2 separate regions of the Mus musculus genome follow, and region 1 is linked to region 2. A link is a contact called in public Micro-C data. All regions are on one chromosome and are shown on one strand. Each heading gives the region's core, a stretch centred on a gene start, on an enhancer-like site or on the middle of the called end of the contact. The rest is flanking DNA. Distances are from core to core; before and after follow the strand shown.

Evidence for each region. Hi-C and Micro-C count contacts between places; a contact is called where the count stands out from the background.
Region 1: a Micro-C map of brown adipocytes shows a contact between it and region 2, with 2.6 times the contacts expected there. The contact joins two enhancer-like sites. A contact is called at or near these places in 3 of 39 promoter capture datasets (liver, pre-B cells and stem cell-derived epiblast-like cells), 1 of 15 datasets of contacts at CTCF or cohesin (the NIH/3T3 cell line), 4 of 484 Hi-C or Micro-C datasets (CD4 T cells, the CH12 cell line, brown adipocytes and 1 more) and 1 of 115 datasets of contacts at active chromatin or transcription factors (embryonic stem cells).

The regions. Positions count from the first base shown.
Region 1 is chr11:44,768,384-44,771,559 of GRCm38.p6, forward strand. All of the region lies in intron 6 of Ebf1 (early B cell factor 1), which reads left to right. Among named protein-coding and RNA genes, the nearest start is that of Ebf1, 150 kb to the left of the region's middle. Within about 2 kb of position 1,313, at least 11 of the 459 cell types and tissues checked have an H3K27ac peak or open chromatin away from gene starts, as enhancers often do. A contact at or near this core is called in brown adipocytes, where this site is marked.
Region 2 is chr11:44,663,523-44,666,816 of GRCm38.p6, forward strand. The region is part of intron 6 of Ebf1 (early B cell factor 1); the gene reads left to right. Among named protein-coding and RNA genes, the nearest start is that of Ebf1, 47 kb to the left of the region's middle. Within about 2 kb of position 1,904, at least 93 of the 459 cell types and tissues checked have an H3K27ac peak or open chromatin away from gene starts, as enhancers often do. A contact at or near this core is called in brown adipocytes, where this site is marked.

The DNA of each region.
Region 1 (3,176 bases), core at 63-2,562, 100 kb after region 2:
TAATATTCTATCATTTGGGAAATGTTACATCTGCTCATAGCTGTTGTTAAACAGGGCAATGTAAAAATCCAGTGCCTGAGTGATAAATGAATGACAGGGGAAGGCAGACCCGGCCAAAAGTGTGTCAGGGTCAAAAGTGTATTTATAGTCGACTTGGGAAGTCACAGCTCACTAAGTGAAAAGAGAAATGATGTAAAAGTCCGGTCTCATCTGGCAATATGTGAATCAAAGCATGGGTGATTGCACAGCGGCAAGCCACACACAGGGTTCAGTTGACAGATGCGTTTTCTTGGCTTAAATGTCTAAGTTTGGATTAATATTTTAGAATTGGAAGATTTGTGTTAAGATCCAATAGCCAACTTCTCTCAGAACATCAGGAAGTCCAGAAACTGAAGCTTCAGTTTTATCCTTCAGTTTCTGTTCCATCCTGGTGACAACTGGCAGGTGCTTGGGTACCAGGGACTTTTCTCTGCAGTTGGCTTGTACCTGCCTGTGCCTATAGTTGGAAGATGGGAATCAGAGGTATGAGTGTGAGTTGGAATGAGAAGAGAAGGGTTGCCTTATAGACAAGCTCCTCTAGTGGACCCCACACTCTTCCATGATGTTGAGCTATGACAAGATTTCAGAGGCTTTGGGTCACTCATTGATGTCCTCCTCTTCCTCATACTGAAAGATGTCACCTATGGTTGTCATCTCCCAGGCTATCAAGAAATTAGTCCTTTGCCTTCCTCATGGTTCTCAGATCAGTGCCAATTTCACCAATGTGACTTATTGTGATTCTTTGTATATCTCAAAATAGTGCCTTCCTGTGACTAAGGTACTGGGCACTTTCCATAGGAATCAAGGGATGATGGGTTTCTTTTGTTTGTTTGTTTGTTTGGGTGGTTTTTGGTTCCATCAAGGCTGGACTCAGTAGCAGTCAATGAATAGCCCCAGACTGTGATAGGAGAATGTCTCTGTGAGCAAAATTTTGTTGAGAAATATTAGTATGGAGAATTCCCAGTTTCTATTGACTCCTGGCTCGGGGCTTCCAGCCTCTACTGCTTACTTCACATTGGGAATACTCATTAAGAATGAATGAATGATGGAGGTACCCAAAGCCACACTCCCTCCATAGTCCTGAGGTGAATGGCAGTCTTGAAGTGGGCAGGAATGTCAAGAGAAGCCAATTTCATGAGTCTTATTTAGAGATCTTCAGGCCAGGAAAGAGACAAGCGTCAACAATCCATGTCTCCTTTACTCACACCCTGTAGAGGATAGCCTGGAATTTTCCATGTTACTGAAGAGTGATGGGGAAACATCTGGGACCAGGCACCCTCATACACCTCTGGGAATTGCTTAAAAGTGGTGCAACATGAATCTCCCAAGTGGAAAATGGTGTTGTGCAGGAGAGAGGCTCAAACATGACTGAGCACAAGAACGCTTCCTCCCCCTTCAGGTCTGGATTGAACTGGAGACTGGGATTGCCAAGAATAGATCTGCTCTCCTAATCTACTGTGGGATGGATGTCTAACCTGTGAGAAGTAGAATGTGGGATTCTTGGATCAGGGTGGGGAGACTCCACATGATTTAAGATCTGTTCTCCGATTGGACAGCCAAGTCTAGATTGGATAGGTTTTATTTTATTTTATTTTATTTTATTTTATTTTATTTTATTTTATTTTTGCCAGCTAAGAAATTGCTTGCTGGTGATGGGCTGTTTTGGAAAATGCTTCAACATAGTCCTCTGCTGGTCTCTGTGCTTCTCCCTCTTGACAGTGTTTCATAACAGCAGGAGTAGTGAGTGTGTGTGTTCAGCAGGGAATGAAGGCCATAGAGGACTTGAACCTGCTCAGGATGATTTTGTGAACTGATAAGAGGCAGGGGATTGTGGGAGAGGTGATAGGCCGTCATCAGCATACAGAATAAGTTGAGGAATTCTTTCTGATGGTAAGGACTGTAGGAGATGGTATATGGTGTTAGCTAGCATTCTCTTGTCCACACGGAAGAAAGTCCCAGAAGACTGATATAAAAAAGTGTGTGTGTGTGTGTGTGTGTGTGTGTGTGTGTGAAGACACTGGCATTTCTGAAAGATGTCCCATGACTGACTCCTGTTGCAAATGTGCCTTTTACCACGGCAAGGTGATAAAATGCCACGACCCAATGCCAGAGTACAATTAAGGGCCTGTGGGATAGAGCAGGCAGCCACTCCACACTGGAGAGTTTTCATTGTATAATTAAAGTGAGCAGAGGGGCGGGAGGCAGGGAATACACTGAAGGAGAAGAAGCAATGGCTGAGGCATATTCAGACATGACATTTACAGATGTCGATAGCCATCAGGAGCTTGGCTCCTCTGCCCACGAAGACAAGAATGTCACATGTCAGTCAAAGGCAGAGCTGCTTAGCAGGGCTGGCTGGAGTGTGAAAGGAACAATGTGTGTGGGGTGTCTGTTTGGCTCACAGTGGTCCCACCTTGGGCCTTAATTGTGCTTCCTTTGTGTTGGTAGTGTCCACGTCCAGATTTCTGATGAATTCAGAGAGATAGCAGCTAGCGCGAAGTGTATCCTTCCCTTTCAAGCAGGGATTCTAGGCCATGCATAATCCTAGGGGAGGGGCTAAAAATAACACACCTGAGAAGCAGCGAGACTTCTTCCTGAGAACCTTTTTAGGCAGTCTGGGCTCTTACAGAGTACACTTGTACAATGGCCCTGTCAGTGTGGTGTACGTCTCCTTAAGCCCTCTTAGTGGATACCACTTCACCAGGGCCTTTGCCGTTCTATTTTTATGAGGAGGTAAACCCGTCTCCTTGTCCTTCGGCTGTGCAGCTGCCATTGGCCTGCCCTCGGGCCTCTCCTGACATCACATAGGCAAAGCAGTTGTGTGAGAAAATTCCAGAACACCCCGAGCAAAGAAAGGAACAAGGTCTTCTTTATCTAGCCCCTGAAAATGTCAACGCTCAGACACCTCTCCTCGCCCCATGGCACAGGACACTGGATGGTGTGTGTTCCCTAGACTGGCTGTCACGTTGGGTTCCTGGACAGTTCTTCGGAGTCACACACACCCTCTAGGAATGGAGGATTTGTATTTTCAGTGAGTGTTAGAGGTGCTTTTGAATATGTTACTCTTTTTCTTTTTTTTTAAATCACAGTTCTGGGAACCACTCTGCCACAAACCAGTGTGCTGGATGAGCAAACCA
Region 2 (3,294 bases), core at 654-3,153:
ACCCTGCTGTGTCCAGCCCCAAAGATCAGGATCTTGATCACGACACTCTTCTGTCTCGCTATAAAAACTAACATTTCCATTTTCTGAGTGCTGCCTAGAATACATTCATTTAGGCAAATTTCCACCCTTTGCTGGCGTAATTGCTATTCCTTTTTGTTGGTCATTGCTCCCCTGGGCTTCCCTCAAACATGGTCAGAGGTGCCCTAGACTTTTTAAAGATTGAAGAAAGGCCACATGGCCCTGCATAATTTGACTGAGACAGCTGTGCAGTGGGTTGTCTCATTTAAATTACAACCACAAAAAGAGATGTGCCAGCCATCATAGACACAAAGCTAAGGGCAGGAACATGAAACCCGGGTTCCTAAACCTGCCCGGGGCTGCTGTCAGAGGTAAGCAGCCTTCTTAGCAGGGTCTCAGGAACCACTGAGGAGATAGCTAACTTCCCCTCTTGTGCCCCCCAAACAATTATCCCTCCCTCAGGCTTCTCCTGAAGGCTTGTCCCCTTAAACTCCTAGGGAGAAGGATGTGTTTCGATAGTAATTCCAGCCAGGCATAGTTGACAGAGGTAGGAGCTTGCAGAAATCCACTGGAGAGTTAGGGAGAAGTATAAAGGTGTTTACAAGGACATCTCATTGTGGCTGGGATTTAGGGAAGCCCTTTACTAAACACTGAACCCAGGAGCTGCAGACTGAGTCTCTGGGAGACTCATTTGATGGGGCAATCCTGCCTTTAACACAGGCTCTGTTACCAAGTTTCACAGGTGTGTTTGCACATTGGCTGTTTTTCTCTATCTTTCAGAATTAGGAGTCCCACAGTCGGTTTCTTTTCTACATTTAACTCTTTTATTTATCCTCCTCTCCAAAATTAGGACACGTGCTGAAATGCCTGTATTGGCATGCTGTCTCTCTTATTTTGGGGAAAGTTTTTCTTATGTATTTCTTCCCGTTTAGTGACCTCTAAATATAATTTACTCTTGTTACTTTACTCTGTTTCCTAGCCTAGTTCTTAAAAAAAACAAAACAAAACAAAACAAAACAAAAAAAACCTATTCCTCATATATGCTTCTAAAGTCAGTCTCTCCCCAGTATTTTTATTTTGTTACAATACATGTGTCTTTTGAAACAAATGTAGCAAGTTTCCCAAAAAAGTTCACAGCAGTGCTCTGTCTTTTTATGGGCAAGTATAGCTTGAGCCAGTGTGGGTAGGTGTCGTTCACATCTGTGGAAATACATGATTGTGGCATGACTTTTGTATTTTGGATAAAGCCAAAGAGTGCATTTTAGGACTAAGGTTGAGGGTGGGCAAAGTTATACATGGTGGGTTACAAAACAAAAAGACATGTAAGTTGAATGGGGATTTATTTCGAAGAAGAGAATGGTGGGTGGGTTAGCCAGAGCAGAGGGACTTCTGTGAGCAGACTCTGTTAGATACATGTGTGAAAGTGTCCAAAACTAAATGAACGTAAAAACTAAGTCCACGTAATCAACAAATATGTAAACTATATCTGTGAGAGCATCCTATTAATAAATTGGATGGAAATGTAAAAGCACGATTAATGGAAGATAGAGATGGTTTGTCTCCATAGAGGAAACAAAACAAAACAAAACAAAACATGAGATAAACCGAACATGGACAAACTGCTTGTGTTGGGCTGTGAATGTAACTACTGCAGCTCAGATCTGCAGGGATGGAGGCCCCAGGAGCAGGAACACCCCTTTTCTCACCCCCCTGCTCCATGACTCTCAGTAGTGGCTTTGTGGGACCTCATGAATTACTTCTTACAGTTGAGGCTCTTTGGTGCCGAGTGCGCTGTGGGCAGCGGAGCCCAGAGCCGGGCAGTCGGTGTTTGTGCTGTTGTTAGCGACACGTAGCGAGTTCCTCCTGAACGGAAAGGCCCCGGCTCCAGTTTGTCGCCAGTGAAAGCGGAGTCGCACAGCAAATGTGGAGCTGAGCCGAGCAGCCTGGGGGTGGGGGACTAGCCTGCAAAGGGGAGGGGCCCAGCGCCACCGGGTATTTGTTTAGAGGTGGGGATGGGCAGAGTAATAGAGGTTAGGGCGCACGCAAAGAAAACAGCTGGAGGGGAGCTAGGAACCCATGCTATGACTGACCTCCTAAATGCCACCCCCAACCAATTACATCTCACTACTGGTTGGAATATTTGCAGGAAAAAAAAAAAGGTACCCTTTGTAGTGTGGTTTTCTTTCCCAGGATATCCTGAGCCTGTCTCTGGGTGGGTTTTTCCGTGGGTGAGTTGGTTAGGAGATATCTCCTATGCCTTTAAGAGGTAAAAACACGTACAAATGCAAATGCAGAGACTTTAACACTTCCCCCCCTTCCTAACATTCATATAATTGCTGTTAAGCCACATTGAAAACCCTGGGGCCCGGTGTTCACCAGGGTAAAGTTACATTTCACAAGCAGAAAATTGACTCACCACTTAGGAAAATTGGCTACCAATTATGTGTCAAAGGCTCTAAAGTCAGAGCTCAGAATTTTCTTTTTGCTAGAATGTGGTATTAAAAAGGGCACAGACAAGCCAGCCCTGGCCCCTGTGCCCTCTCGGGACCTGTGGGACCTGCTGACTTTCCTTGCAAGGTTTCTGGGCCCCAGCAAGGAAGAAGGGATCCTGACCCCTAACCCAGGGCCAAACCCAACAGCCGGAAGATGTCACTAGTTAGAAGTGAACACACACACACACACACACACACACACACACACACACACCTGTTAAAATGATGCCCCTGGCTCCTTGTGAGAGGCCTCTCTTAGCCTGGCACTGTCCAGACGCCTTTGGCTGTAATTGAGGCTCATTAGGCCAAGAGAAGAGAGGGAAAAGAGAGGGCATCTGAGGGCCACACTGTCAGGGGACATTTGCTGCCTCTACTGACAGGGTCACAATGTGTCCACACCATGTGCAGGGCTACTTCTAGAGACTCGTTGGTTCCTTTTGTTGAGGGATCAGTTCCTATCCAAATCCCAGGCAAGAGACAGGGGAAGGGACAGAGAGAGGGGCATGGAGGAATAGATGGAGGGAGGGGTGGGATGGGATGGGGGAGACCTAAAGGAGAAAAGAGAGACAGATACAAATCCACAGAGATTTGTAGAGTCAGAGCAATGGAGAGAGCAAGAGAGAGGAGTGGAAGGGAGGGATGAGAGGAAGGGAGAGAGGGAGGGAAGGAGAGAGGGAGGGAAAGAGAGAGAAGAGATTGGAAGAGAGAGAGAAGATAGGAGCAGGGTGGAAGGGAGCTTGCAGACTCTGAAGGGTGAGAGAATATTTTTATGTAACCCCCACCA